5 separate regions of the Sus scrofa genome follow, and regions 2, 3, 4 and 5 are each linked to region 1. A link is a contact called in public targeted proximity ligation data. All regions are on one chromosome and are shown on one strand. The core of a region is the stretch at or near the end of the contact, and the rest is flanking DNA. Distances in the headings are between cores, read along the strand shown. Region 1 overlaps COMMD1 (COMM domain-containing protein 1). Region 2 overlaps LOC106508312 (a long non-coding RNA gene). Region 3 has its middle 38 kb from the start of B3GNT2. Region 4 overlaps LOC106508312 (a long non-coding RNA gene). Region 5 has its middle 78 kb from the start of B3GNT2.

What was found.
Region 2: a contact with region 1 is called in a targeted proximity ligation map of alveolar macrophages. A contact is called at or near these places in 1 of 47 Hi-C or Micro-C datasets (embryonic fibroblasts) and 1 of 2 datasets of targeted methods (alveolar macrophages).
Region 3: a targeted proximity ligation map of alveolar macrophages shows a contact between it and region 1. A contact is called at or near these places in 1 of 47 Hi-C or Micro-C datasets (liver) and 1 of 2 datasets of targeted methods (alveolar macrophages).
Region 4: a targeted proximity ligation map of alveolar macrophages shows a contact between it and region 1. A contact is called at or near these places in 1 of 47 Hi-C or Micro-C datasets (epiblast stem cells) and 1 of 2 datasets of targeted methods (alveolar macrophages).
Region 5: a targeted proximity ligation map of alveolar macrophages shows a contact between it and region 1. A contact is called at or near these places in 1 of 47 Hi-C or Micro-C datasets (liver) and 1 of 2 datasets of targeted methods (alveolar macrophages).

What each region holds. Positions count from the first base shown.
Region 1 is chr3:79,810,139-79,812,838 of Sscrofa11.1, forward strand. The region is part of intron 2 of COMMD1 (COMM domain-containing protein 1); the gene reads right to left. Among named protein-coding and RNA genes, the nearest start is that of COMMD1, 100 kb to the right of the region's middle.
Region 2 is chr3:79,588,243-79,590,942 of Sscrofa11.1, forward strand. All of the region lies in intron 1 of LOC106508312 (a long non-coding RNA gene), which reads right to left. Among named protein-coding and RNA genes, the nearest start is that of B3GNT2, 110 kb to the right of the region's middle.
Region 3 is chr3:79,665,070-79,667,769 of Sscrofa11.1, forward strand. No RefSeq gene overlaps it. Among named protein-coding and RNA genes, the nearest start is that of B3GNT2, 38 kb to the right of the region's middle.
Region 4 is chr3:79,555,164-79,557,863 of Sscrofa11.1, forward strand. All of the region lies in intron 1 of LOC106508312 (a long non-coding RNA gene), which reads right to left. Among named protein-coding and RNA genes, the nearest start is that of TMEM17, 140 kb to the left of the region's middle.
Region 5 is chr3:79,624,395-79,627,094 of Sscrofa11.1, forward strand. No RefSeq gene overlaps it. Among named protein-coding and RNA genes, the nearest start is that of B3GNT2, 78 kb to the right of the region's middle.

The sequences.
Region 1 (2,700 bases), core at 48-2,547:
CTCTCTTGGCTCTCTCTCTTTTTATTGGTCTTTCTGTCTTTCCAGGGCTGCACCAGCGGTTTACGTAAGTTCCCAGGCTAGGGATGCAATCAGAGCTGTAGCCACCAGCCTACGCCAGGGCCAGAGCAACACGGGATCCATCTGAGCTGTGTCTGCAAACTACACCACAGCTCACGATCCTTAACCCACTGAGTGAGGCCAGGGATGGAACCTGTATCCTCACGGATGCCAGTCAGATTTGTTAAACTCTGAGCCACAAGAGTAACTCCTCATATTTTTAAAAAAGTTATAATGTGTTTTACTTTTTTCTCAAGTATAATAGTTCTACATTGTCTTAGGAAAGTTACTTAAATTCTTTTAAATTCCTGCATACAAAAATGATATTTAAAGTACCTTCAAATATCTGAAAAGTGCTCCATGAGTAGAAAATGTGCCTTTTGGCTTGTTAGAATTACTTCTAAAACATCTGCAATTTAATAAAGAACACTAAAATTCTTAGTTTTCCAGTCCTCATTTTAAACGCACAAATTTAAATATAACAAAAAATATGACAACTATAATACCTCATTCACAAAAAGCTCTTTTCTCGGGGGTAAAGGGTATGACATCAATGTGATACCCATGGACATACCCATTGTTCCTCAGAATTTGGTCAAATGTGTTTTCAGATGTCCTGCTGGACTACATTATGGCCGAGCCAACCATTTTAGTTATCCCTGAAATCCATTTTCTGAGGTAAGTCAATCCCACAGGAATACACTGGGCTCATCCAGACAAGCAAAAAGAAGGCACAGGCCCTGTCTATTCTTTTTATTTTTATTTTTTACAGTTTCAATCTTAGAACTCAGTTCAGTAGTCTCAAATGTGTATTTGGATCATGAATAGTTGAGAATATTTCATCCACTGGAAAAGCAAGGTGGAAGCATCTTCCATTTCCTTTCATTATACAAAATCCATTAATAAAAATTTGACACAAAAAGCAAGACAAAAAAACACAAAAAACAAACAAACAAAAACAACAACAAAAAAGCAAGACAAGTCCCTTCCAAAATATAGGAACAGGAAGCTCCTGTATGGTGCAGTGGGCTAAAGATCCGGTGTTGCTGCAGCTGTAGCTTAGGTAGCAACTGCCCCCCACAGGTTTGATCCCTGGCCTAGAACTTCCACATGCTGTGGGTGCAGCCAAAAAAAATTATATATATGTGAAGAAATTATTTCTCAATAGCTTATCTTGGTCTTCATTTCCTTTCCAGAGGTCCCAACTTCTAATGGTTCCATGTTCTGTTGCTATGAGTAATATCCTGCCTTAAATGCCCTGCATTACTAAGAAGACTTTTAATGCTGTATCATTTTTTTCCCTGTAAGTGCTCCCACATTTATCTTCCTCTCATTATTTTGTGACTCATTTTTTTAATATTCTGAGCAGTCTGGAGCATATACCTTTCTAAGGAGGTTAGGTAGGCATCAGAATTATAAAAGATATTGAGAATGACACTTTTTTTTTTTTTTTTGGTCGTTTTGCCTTTTTTTTCTGGGGCCGCTCCCACAGCATATGGAGGTTCCCAGGCTAGGTGTCAAAGGCTATGCCACAGCCACAGCCATGCGGGATCTGAGCCGAGTCTGTGACCCACACCACAGCTCATGGCAACACCGGATCCTTAACCCACTGAGCAAGGCCAGGGATCAAACCCACAACGGCATGGTTCTTGGTTGGATTCGTTAACCACTGCGCCACTACAGGAACTCTGAGAATGACACTTTTTAAAATCAATCCAGGTTTTACACATCTTTGAAGACTGGAAGGATCTTCCACAAAGATCTTTTCTTTGGACCAAATGACAAAGAAACTTCAGAGATTAGTAAGAGAATAAACTGTAATGATACATGGAAATTCAAAGAGAAGATCTGTGTGAATACACTAACACATAGCCGATGTCAGTTCCGTTTTCCCCCTAATCTTAGTCTATTGTCACCAAAGTTCTTATCAACAACATCCCAAAGACACCATACTAAAGTTGGAATTAAACTGTGTTGAAATCTACTCAATGACAGTAGAGGAACCAGAAGTCACGGTGAGTGTGAGAGACTGCCATCTATACCTCAATATCCATTGTCCCTTCTTCCACAGTAGTAAAATGGACATGTAACCACTCCGAATAAAAACAAGTCTTTCTCTTCCTTGCAGCTAAGTCTGTCCATATGACTTAGCTCTAATCAATGTGTAAGAACTGTTGTGGCAGCTTCAAGGAATCTTCCTTACAAGATAGGAGACACATAATCTTTGCTCCTTTCTTCTTTGACCCTTTCCTGCAACCTGTTATCTGAGATGTGGATATAATGGCCTCTTGGGACATGAGTAACAGGATTATACCCAAGAAACAATGGAGTGATCTGATAGAAAAGTCTGGAACTCTGACGACTGTGTGGAACAGAGCCTCTGGACTTTCACTTATAAAAGAGAAATAAAATCCTTTTTTATATCTTAATAGATATATTATAAATATCTATAATATAAATATTATATTTTTAGTCTTTGTTAACTTGGACATCTGTAACTGACAGCTGAACTTAATCCCAACTAAAACAATAAGAAAAACATGACAGTGAAGAGATTCCTTTTGATTGAGTTGGAGAGTCATCTCACTAAAGCAAACTGAAAGAGGATGATACAATCTTTGAGAAAGGAGATGAGGGACTTTT
Region 2 (2,700 bases), core at 114-2,613, 220 kb before region 1:
CCTATTCACCCCACTGACCAACCCTCTGGGAACCACTTTATCTTTTCACTGTCCCCATAATTTTGCAATTTCCTTTTCCATAACATGATAGTGTTGGAATTATATGTAGCTTTTCTGATTTGCTTCTTTCACTTAGTAATATACATTTAAGGTCCTTCCCTTGCTTCTTATGGCTTGAAAGCTCATTTCCTTTTAGTGCCCAATAATAGTCCATTGTCAGAGTTCCCATCATGGCACAGTGGTTAGGGAATCTGACTAGAAACCATGAGGTTGCGGGTTCGGTCCCTGCCCTTGCTCAGTGGGTTAACGATCGGACGTTGCTGCGAGCTGTGGTGTGGGTTGCAGACACGGCTCAGATCCCAAGTTGTTGTGGCTCTGGCATAGGCCAGTGGCTACAGCTCTGATTCGACCCCTAGCCTGGGAACCTCCATATGCCGTGGGAGCGGCCCTAGAAAAGGCAAAAAAGACAAAAAAAAAAAAAAAAAAAAATAGTCCATTGTCTGGATGTATCACATTTTATTTATCTGTTCATCTACTGAGGACATCTTGGTTGCTTCCAAGATTAGGCAGTTATGAATAAAGCTGCTATAAACATCTGTGTGCAGATGTTTGTGTGGGCCTAAGTTTTCACCTCCTTTGGGTGAATACCAAGGAGTGTAACAGCTGGATCATATGGTAAGGGCATATCTAGTTTTCTCAGAAGCTGCCAAACCATCTTCCAAAGTAGCTATACTATTTTGTATTCCTGCTAACAATGAGTAAGAGTTCCTGCTGCTTCATATCCTCACCTGCATTTGCTGTTGTCAGAGTTTCAGATTTTGGCCCTTCTAATAGGTGTGTGATGATATCTCATTGTTTATCTCATTGCTGTTTTAATTAATTCATGTTGTTTTAAGCCACTGAATTTGTGGCTTATAATTTGCTTTTATACGTTGTTATAAAAGCAACAGAAAACTAGTACCATGATATTATGCAAGGAGGCAACGAGCAACCAGGAGACAGGAGCCTGACCCAGTGCTGCCGCCAGCTCAGTATGTTTCTTGAATAGGTTGCCCTGCTTTTCTGGGCTTCAGACACCTCAAGACTAAACTAGGAGCAGTAACTCCTGCCCTAGCTACAGCAGGAAGGAGTGAGTCAACTGGGGTATGATGGCTGTAATAGCAATAACATGGGACACGGCCAGTGAAGAAAGTTGGGAAGGCCAAGGGGGTGGTTTTGTGGTTCCATCAGGTGCTTTTGGTAGGTTCAGCCTTTTGGGGAGGCCATCAGTCCAAGTCATGACTTAGCCCAGGATGACTCAGGACCTGCCTAGAGAAGCAAGCAGGGGCAGGAGCTGGCCCTGCTGGGGAGCCCAGGCAAGGCATGAGTCAGGTACGGCATGTACATGAATGAGTCGGGGCAAGGCTTCCACCCAGACTTCCTTTCTACAGCAGGATCCGCTCAAGGGCAAGGCATCTGGATTTAGTACAACTTGAATTCCTGGCAGACCATGATTACTCACTGAAAATACTGAATGCTCAGCAGGACTTACACCAGACATAGATTCACAGGAAGCATCATTTAATAGTAATGTCCAGGTCTTCTATGCTCACGGTCCCCAATCCTTCTGAGAAGCCTGCAACCGTATTCACCTTTGACAGATGTGTGAGCAAGTTCTAGAACTGGCATAAGGGCATGCGATCATTAAAAGGTACAGCCAGATGGCAACTCAGATCTGCTTGTCCACAAAGTATCCAGCTGGCAGAAAGCACCAATATCAATGAGTCCCAACTCTCATTTTATAAATAAATAAAGAAGATAAATTTCCAAGTTTGCTCAGCTAGTTAAGAGGGTTAGGACTCCATTGTTTGTTTGTTTTTTGTCTTTTGTCTTTTGTCTTTTTAGGGCCACACCCATAGCATATGGAAGTTCCCAGGCTTGGAGTCTAATCAGAGCTGTAGCTGCCGGCCTACACCAGAGCCACAGCAACACCAGATCCGAGCCACATCTGTGACCTACATCACAGCTCACAGCAACACTGGATCCTTAACCCACTGAGCGAGGCCAGGGATCGAACCCGAAACCTCATGGTTCCTAGTCAGATTTGTTAACCACTGCGCCACGATGGGAACTCCAGGACTCAGTTCTTGACTCCTGATCCATTATTCCTTCCATTAAGCTTTGGGGGTCATAGACGTCTTTGGGAAGCTGGTACAAACTGTGGCTCTGAACATCTACACACATGTATTTTGCCAGCAGTTCTGGGATGAGACTGTGAACCACCCCCCTCTATCTACGGACACCAAGTTAAGAGCCCCTGCATTATCCCCTCTCCCTCTCTTGAGTTCAGGGTGGGAGCTCTAGGGTGCCTGTATATTGACCAACCTTGTAAAAGAGAGGGTTTATTTTCCCTCTAAGTCATACACCACCATCCCCTTCTTTCACCAACCTTTCATTTTTTAATAACAGCTTCACTGAGATGTGATTCACAGACTATATAATAAGCTCTCCTGCTACTGCTGCCTCCTCCACTGCTTCTGGAAAATGAGGGTAATTCCACAACTCTTTGCATCATTGGATTGCTAAGAAAACCTATGAGGTCATTTGTACGTGGTAATCAGTGCTTTGCCAAATAGTCATTTCGGTCTTATTCCCTTCTGGGCATACCTATACTTCTTGGTGTCCTTCTCCCCCACCCCCACCTTTTTAGGGCCACACCCA
Region 3 (2,700 bases), core at 7-2,506, 150 kb before region 1:
TTAATCTTGGCTCCCCGGCTCAGAGTTTTGTGCACTCGGTAACATCTTTGGTCTCGTAGTCCAGTTTTCCTAGTAACTTTGTTAATGTGTTGTGAATGACGGAAGATTTGAGGATGTCATGTATATGATATTAACTTGTGAATTCATGGGACATATAACAGCAGATCAGTATCTGAAGGTACTGGTACTTGATATCCTGTTAAGGAAAAGTGGCCTCCAAATTTGAAGCTGGAAAGTCACCAGAACAACTATATGAGGTTTTAGATTTGGGTTGCATATAGTAAGATTGTGTACAAACTGAAATGCCCGTGTACTGATTCTTAAAACAACCCAAAAAATTCTCAGGTACGAAAGAAAAAAAATCTGGAGGGTGTAAATGCTAGGACAGCCCCTATGTTGAGCAGGTACTCAGCTGCAGGGCGGTGCCAGCTCCTTCTAATAAGCACTTGTACAATTTCTGGAGGTGGGACCAGCAAGACAGGCTGTGAAGTGCTCCTCCCCTGCCTCTCGGGCCAGCGGGCTCTCCCTGGGTTTGTCCTGCATCTTCTGTTCATCCCGTTCGTCTTCTTCCATCCAGCAGGACTCCATGAGTGAGAAGGTTCTCCAGCTTTCCCGACCAGGCATCACAACCCCTCCTTCTTCATTCTTTCCACAGTGACTCACTCGGGGAGGCTTTTGCAATCAAATAAATAAAGGCATTTCCCACCAGCTTTAAGCCCAACAACTTCGCCCCTCAATGTCCACCGCTCATGTCTCACATCCCACAAGCAGAAAAATCCATGTGAGATTATTGCTCGTGAGGAGGCTTGGGTTGCCCATGCGTGATCGTTTTCTGGCTTTTCTCCCTTGGCCTCTCTTTTCTCCCTTGGCCTCTCCCAGCCAGGAGGGCAAGAGCGGATCAGAGGCTCCAGGTGTGCGGGGGGGCCCCCAGGTTCCAACGGGAAGGACAGACAGGACTTGAGCCTTGTCACTGTTTTGGATCCTGAAACCTGTCGTCTGACCCTGGGGCTCTGCATGGTTAGGTTTCCTGCTAGGCTCCTCCAACCTGGCCCCCGGCTAACTCTTCGATGTGCCAACAAAGTTCTCTGTTTCCATTCTCCTCTCTACCCACAGACGGGAAATAAATTACCTAATGATTAGTTAACAACCCATGACTCTGTCTCATTTTGCAATGAAGTAGGACAAGTAGGAAAAGGCATTCTGAGCCCAGTCCCTTGAAGCCTTGAACACGAGGAGGAAAAGTCCAGTGATTCAAAGGAAGTGAGAGCCAGGCCTTTCTCTGGGGCCCGGGGAGAAGCTGGGTGGGGCCAGACTGAGCTGGGAAGGCCTGGCCTCTTCCTACCCACTCAGGAAATTTTGGCAGCTGAAGGGCTACTGGCCTGGGCAGCGTTGAGTGTCTGTGAAAAAGCCCGAGGGCCCTCTAGCCTGGGCCATCCCCACCCCCACCCCGCCCCTCAGTAGCTTCAGCTGCTGAGCTATACAGAGGGGGAGACAGCTCTGTCCCAGGCCCTTTCAGGCCAGCGCCAGTTGTCATCACGAAAATAAAGACAAACAAGGGAGGGAAGGAGAGGCCTCACTCCAAGGCGGTCAGAGGAGGGTCAGGGTGCTTGAGGCTGAACAGGGTGGGTATTAGCAAGGTCAAGGCAAGGCAGGGAGGGCTCTGATCCCAACAAAAAAAAGAAATTGCCCCTTGATATTAATATTCTTTCCTTTTTTGCTTTTGCTATTTTAGGGCCGTACCCAGGGCACACGGAGGTTCCCAGGCCAGGGGTCAGATCAGAGCTGTATCCGCCGGTCTACGCCAGAGCCACAGCAATGCAGGATCCAAGCCTTGTCTGCGACCTACACCACAACTAACAGCAACGCTGGATCCTTAACCCACTGAGAGAGGGCAGGGATCAAACCCACATCCTCATGGATACTAGTCGGGATTGTTAACTGCTGAACCACAAAGAGAACTTCCTTAATATTCTTTCTTGACCTGAAATCCAGTTCCAGGTGGCTTAGCACACACTTCTACTGGCTGCCCTCCTTCCTCGCATCATTTTGCCATGGACTATGGACCCTCTTGCACTAGAATCAGAGTGCTCTGATCCCAACAAAAAAGAAACTGTCCCTTGATACTAATATTCTTTCCTTTTTTTTCTTTGCTATTTTAGGGCCGCACCCACAGCATATGGAAGCTCCCAGGCTAGGGGTCAAATCTGAGCGACAGCTGCTGGCCTATGCCAGCAATGTAAGATCCGAGCCGTGTCTGCGACCTACACCACAGATAATGGCAATGTTGGATCCTTAATCCAAGGAGTGAGGCCAGGGATCCAACCTACATCCTCATGGATCCTAGTTGGATTTGTTAACCACTGAGTCACAAAGGGAACCCTTCCTTTTTTTTTTTTTTTTTTTTTTTGGTCTGTGCCTCTGCATGTGAAAGTTCTCTGGCCAGGGAGTGAACCCCAAGCTGCTGCAGTGACAACACCAGAACTTTAACAAGCTGTGCCACAAGGGAACTCCTAGAATCCGCCTCTTAAGGTCTGTTTCTGGAAGAACCCCAACCAAGGGTAGGATAATATTTTTTTCATTTTGACATAGTTCCTTTAAAAGGGGAGGGGGTTGAAATTGGTGCCAGGATCAGGATTACTGATGGCCATTTCCATAGAATGGTTAGGAAAGCCAGTCTGGGAAGGGCGTGGATGATGAACT
Region 4 (2,700 bases), core at 53-2,552, 250 kb before region 1:
ACGTAACTTAGAGATAGTTCCATATCTTTACATACCAATGGTTGAACATTAGAATTATCTGAGTAGCTTTTACACATTCCAAATGCCCAAATCAATGAAATCAGGATCCATTGGGGTGGAGCATAGGCATCAAGATTTTTAAGCTTTAAGTGCAGCCAAGGTTGTGTACCACTGTTACATAAAGAGCTTCCTGAGAAAGGAAGTGGAAGGAAGAGGAAATATAATAATTTCATCATTGCTTATAAAAGAAAATTAGGGTGACCAACTGTCCTGGTTTTCCAGAGACTGAGGAGTTTCATAGGACATGGGGCCCTCAGCTCTACAGCCAGGATGACCTGCTCACCTTATAAAGAAAATTGATAGAACTTCAATTCAACATAGTACTGAATGCCACAGCCGGAGCAATGAGGCAAGGAAAAGAAATAAAATGCATTCAAACTAAATTAGGAAGTAAAATTATCTCTCAACATATATGACATAATCTTATATATAGAAAACCCTAAAGACTCCACCAAAAAAAACTGTTAGCACTAATAAATGAGTTCAGTAAACTTGCAGGATAAAAAAATCAACAAGTAGGAGTTCCTGTTGTGGGTCAGCAGAAATGAATCTGACTAGCATCCATGAGGATGCAGGTTTAACTCCTGGCCTCGCTCAGTGGGTTAAGGATGCAATGTTGCCCTGAGCTGTGGTGTAGGTCATAGATGTGGCTCAGATCTGGCATTGCTGTGGCTGTGGTGTAGGCCAGTAGCTACAGCTCTGATTCGACCCCTAGCCTGGAAACCTCCATATACCACAAGTATGGCCCTAAAAAAAAAAAAAAAAATTGACATGCAGAAATCAAATGCCTTTCTATTCACTAACAAACTACCTGAAAGAGAAATCAAGGAAACAATCTTATTTACATCAGCAGCAAAAACAATGAAGTAGGAATAAATTTAACCAAAGAGTTGAGAGAATTATACACTGAAATGCTTAAGATATTTGTGAAGGAAATTGAAGAAGACACAAATAAATGAATAGATATCTCATGTTTTGGGGGTGAAATGGTAAAAATATCTAAAGAAATAGAGGATCAAGGGTTATTACATAACTATCATCAACTGTACTTCAATAAAACTTAAAAAGGGAGGGGGTCATCATACAACATTAAGATTAGAGTAAGAGGGAGTTCCCTAGTGGCTCAGTGAGTGAAGGATCTGGCATTGTCACTGCTGTGGTTCAGACTGCAACTGTGGTGAAGGTCTGATCCCTGGCCTGGGACCTTCCATATGCTACAGGCACGACCGAAAAAAAAAAAAAAACACTAAAGAAGAGGAAGTTTTGCCTTTCGATATTAAACTGTGCATCACACCCTCCAGACTGTCCAGTTCTGGCACTGTTCATTGTCTTTGAGCCATTTTACACCTCTTTGTAACTGTAGGTAAATGAGAAGTATGCAAATCTGTATTGTCTGGTAGTTTCCTTCGACTTCCTTAACTCAGGGGGAAAAACAGTTTTGTCTCCATTTGTAATTCAACCCCTTATTTCATTTGTATTTGTATTCCTTGGACTTTTCCTCTGAACCAGTTGTAACATCTGTCTGATTCCCTTGCTAATTAAAGGGTAAGATAAAATCTTTAAGGTGTTCATTCTTGCATCCATTCACGTGACAGTCATGCTCTTGCTTCTTTCTGAAAATTATTTGTTTAACAAGGCCCTAAAGGTAACTACTAGATAAGAAACACAAACCTTCCAAATTATCACTGAAAGTACAAACACAATAATAAGACAAAACTAATAGGAGACAGGAGGGAAGGGGGTAGGGAACAACCTTTAAAAAAAATAACATTAAAAAAAAATGACATAGCAGGAGTTCCCATCATGGTGCAGTGGAAATAAATCCAACTAGGGACCATGAGGTTGTGGGTTCGATCCCTGGGTTCACTCAGTGGGTTAAGGATCCAGTGTTGCCATGAGCTATGGTATAGGCCCACAGCTATAGCTCTGATTCGACCTCTAGCCTGGGAACCCCCATATGCTGCAGGTATGGCCCTAAAAAGAAAAAGAAGAAGAAGAAATAATGACACTGCAGAATTCCTGTTGTGGCTCAACAGGTTAAGAACACAGCATAGTATCCACGAGGATGCAGCCTCGATTCCTGGCCTTGCTCAGTGGGTTAAGGATCTGACATTGCCTTGGCTGTGGCGTAGGCCGGCAGCTCCAACTCTAATTTGACCCCTAGATCAGAACTTCCATATGCCGCAAATTTGGCCATAAAAAAGGAGGGAGGAGTTCCTGTTGTGGCGCAGTGGTTAATGAATCCTACTAGGAACCATGAGGTTGCGGGTTCAATCCCTGGCCTCGCTTAGCGGGTTAAGGATCCGGTGTTGCCGTGAGCTATGGTGTAGGTCACAGAGGCAGCTCGGATCCCGAGTTGCTGTGGCTCCGTAGTAGGCCAGTGGCTACAGCTCCGATTCAACCCCTAGCCTGGGAACCTCCATATGCCTTGGGAGTGGCCCTAGAAAAGGCAAAAAGACAAAAAAAGGTGGGGGGGAGGGAAAAATGACATAGCTGTTGAGGATACAACATAAACTTGTTAGAACCAATAATGGCAGAAGATTTAACTTCCAGTAAACCTTGAGCCTCATTTTATGCTCGTTGTAATATAGTAACAATTAGATGACACACCCACAGGTGCCACACAGTTCCCAGGCTGAC
Region 5 (2,700 bases), core at 82-2,581, 190 kb before region 1:
CCCTTTCATCCCATCCCCAACTCGGGCACCCAGAGTTATGGGCTTGCACTAGGCCAGGGGTAAAATAAGGCCTTCATTTCCAAAGAGGAGTCCAAAGACGGTCCCTCAAAGCTGCAATCGCTCCACCTCGGGGTTGGTGCCTAGAGGACACTGTGCCTTAAGATATGGACTCCCAGAGTTCCCGCTGTGGCACAAAGGATTGGTGGTATCTCTGCAGTTTCAGGACATAGGTTCTATCCCCGGCCCTAGCACAGTCGGTTAAGGGATCTGCAGCTGCAGCGTATGTTGCAACTGCAGCTTGAATCTGAATCTGATCTCTGGCCAGGAATTCCATATGGCACAGGGCAGCCAAAAAAAAAAAAAGAGAGAGAGAGAGACCGACTCCCTTCATTGTGGAACCTGGGATGGCCGCAGCTCCCAGACAGGTAACCTCAGACTGTCAACAACCTGGGCCAGGGCTCCACATCTCCTCCAGTTCACCTGAGTGAGCCAGGTTGTACCAAGAGGTAAAAATGGTGGTGTGAGATGGTTACCTGGACCAAGCGTTCTCAAAGTGTGGTCCTAGGACCAGCAGATCAGCATCACCTGGGAACTTGTTAGGAGTACAGATTCTCAGGCCACCCCAGACCTACTGAACTGGAAACTCCTGGGATGGGGCCTGGCAATCTGTATTTTAACAAGTCGTCCGGAGGAGTCTGATGCGCATTGACATTTGAGAGCCATGGCACAGGTTCCAAGTTATATGAGGCAGAGAGACATGTCTTGTCCTGGTGTGTATCCTCAGCTCTAGCCACAGCTGCTGATATACAGAAAGAAATCACGGACACTTTATTGAATGAATGAATGGTTTCGCTCCACTTGTCACTGACTGCTTCTCTCCAACCAAGTGCCAACCAGGACGTGAGCAAGCCAATAAAAAGAGAAGGGTGTGGGATATCTGATAATTTGCTCTAGCTCCTTGTTGGCTCAGTTTAGCCTCTGAATTATTTAGCAGGACCCAGCCCATTTCACGTTACAGAGGAGGCCTTGGCTCTTTGAATTTTTTTTTTTTTTTTTTCTAATCTCCAGAAACCAAAACACTTTCCATTTGCTTTCAGAACCAAGCTCTCCCCCTACATTATCCTGACTCTGAAAGAAAAGGAGGATGCAGCTGGAAGGATGTTTTTACCTTTTCAAGTTAAAATATACCCAAATTATTATACATCTGGTCCCAGGAGAACCAAGAAATAGAAGCAAGCATTTCTTAGAAATCCTGGGGTGGGAGGTTACACACAAGGAACAGACCTGCTTCCCTTTAGCCCTCAGTCTGTGGCCAGAGGCTGGGTGGGGTTCCACGCCTTCCCTCATCGGATTCTGAATTACAGGCCAACTTTGCAATTCTCTGATACGGCTACCTCCCTGTACAGACCCAACGCTGGGATTTCTTTGGGCTCATATGTCCCAAAACCATCCATATTGTCACCCAACCCAGTTCTCTTTCTCCTATAACCACACATATTTCAGCTGGCAAGAGGCTAGAGTCAGACAGGCCAGACACAGGGCCAGGGCACTGAGATGATGCCTGTTTCTGGAGCTGTGGCTGCTTGCCACTGGCCCTGCCTTTACGAGGTTACCATAATCAAATGACATGCATTGACCTTGCATGTCTTGGGCCATCTATCCTCCACTGGGCATCCAGCACCTTCTCTCTTTCTTTTTTTTTTTTTATACAGGATCCCTGCAGCAGTATAACAGAACAACGAGGTTGAGGAACAGTTAGTTTATTTAGTCTCTTGTTTTCTGCTGGCTATAGGCTCATAATGAAAAAATAAAGTATCCCGCTTCCTCCTAAAGGATAACCAGGGCTTAAGTCCTGGGATTTGGGTTCCCCTGGCCCAAAGGGGAGAGTCTTTGTTTTTATCAAGTTGTTCAGGAGCTAGTCAGAGGGCTTGGGAGGTAGCTGAGGAGGGGAATGCCTCAAAGTTCAGGGAAGGAAAAGGGGCCAGAGTCATCCACCTGCACAGGTCCCCTGACTCAGAGGGGTCAGCATCCCAGGAGCAGTGGTGCCTTGAAGATGAGAGACAGTGGCACCGGGGGTGGTGGCCTGAGAAGCTCCTCAAAGCTGCATCCTAGCTTAGTTCAAAAGAGATGGAGCCATGGGCCTGGGAGAGATGACGAGGCTGTGGACAGAGGGCACTAGGAGAAGTCACCAATGCCTGTTGAAGCCTGGGGTTCCTCTGCAGCCCAAGGATGAGGGTGGGGGGGTGGGGTGGAAGAGGAAAGGGGGACCCTCAGCAAAAGACAGAAACTTTCTTTCCTCCCAGCGCCAGTGGGAGGGGCCAGGTGAGATATGATTTGTCACTCTTCACACTTTAGGGATCTGGAAGAACATTTGACTTCTCCAATAGAAGAAGTAAGCTCCTAGAGACAGGCACAGGTCTTGTACTTTTTTTTTTTTTTCTCCAGCAAGCAAGCAAAGTTTTTATTAAAGGAAAGCAGATAGCTCCCAGGGCTGCTGGGAGGGGCGGAGAAGAGCCCCCCTTTCTCTACTGTCCTATAGGGGGTTTTATTCCTTAAAGGTGGGGAGGGTACCAACATGGGGTCCAGAAACATGTGGTTTTCTCCCATTGGCCTTGTTCAATAACCTGTATCTGTCCTTGTCCAATAACCTGTATCTGTCCTTGTCCAATAGGGTCTTGGGGTGGAAGATCTTAACTTAAC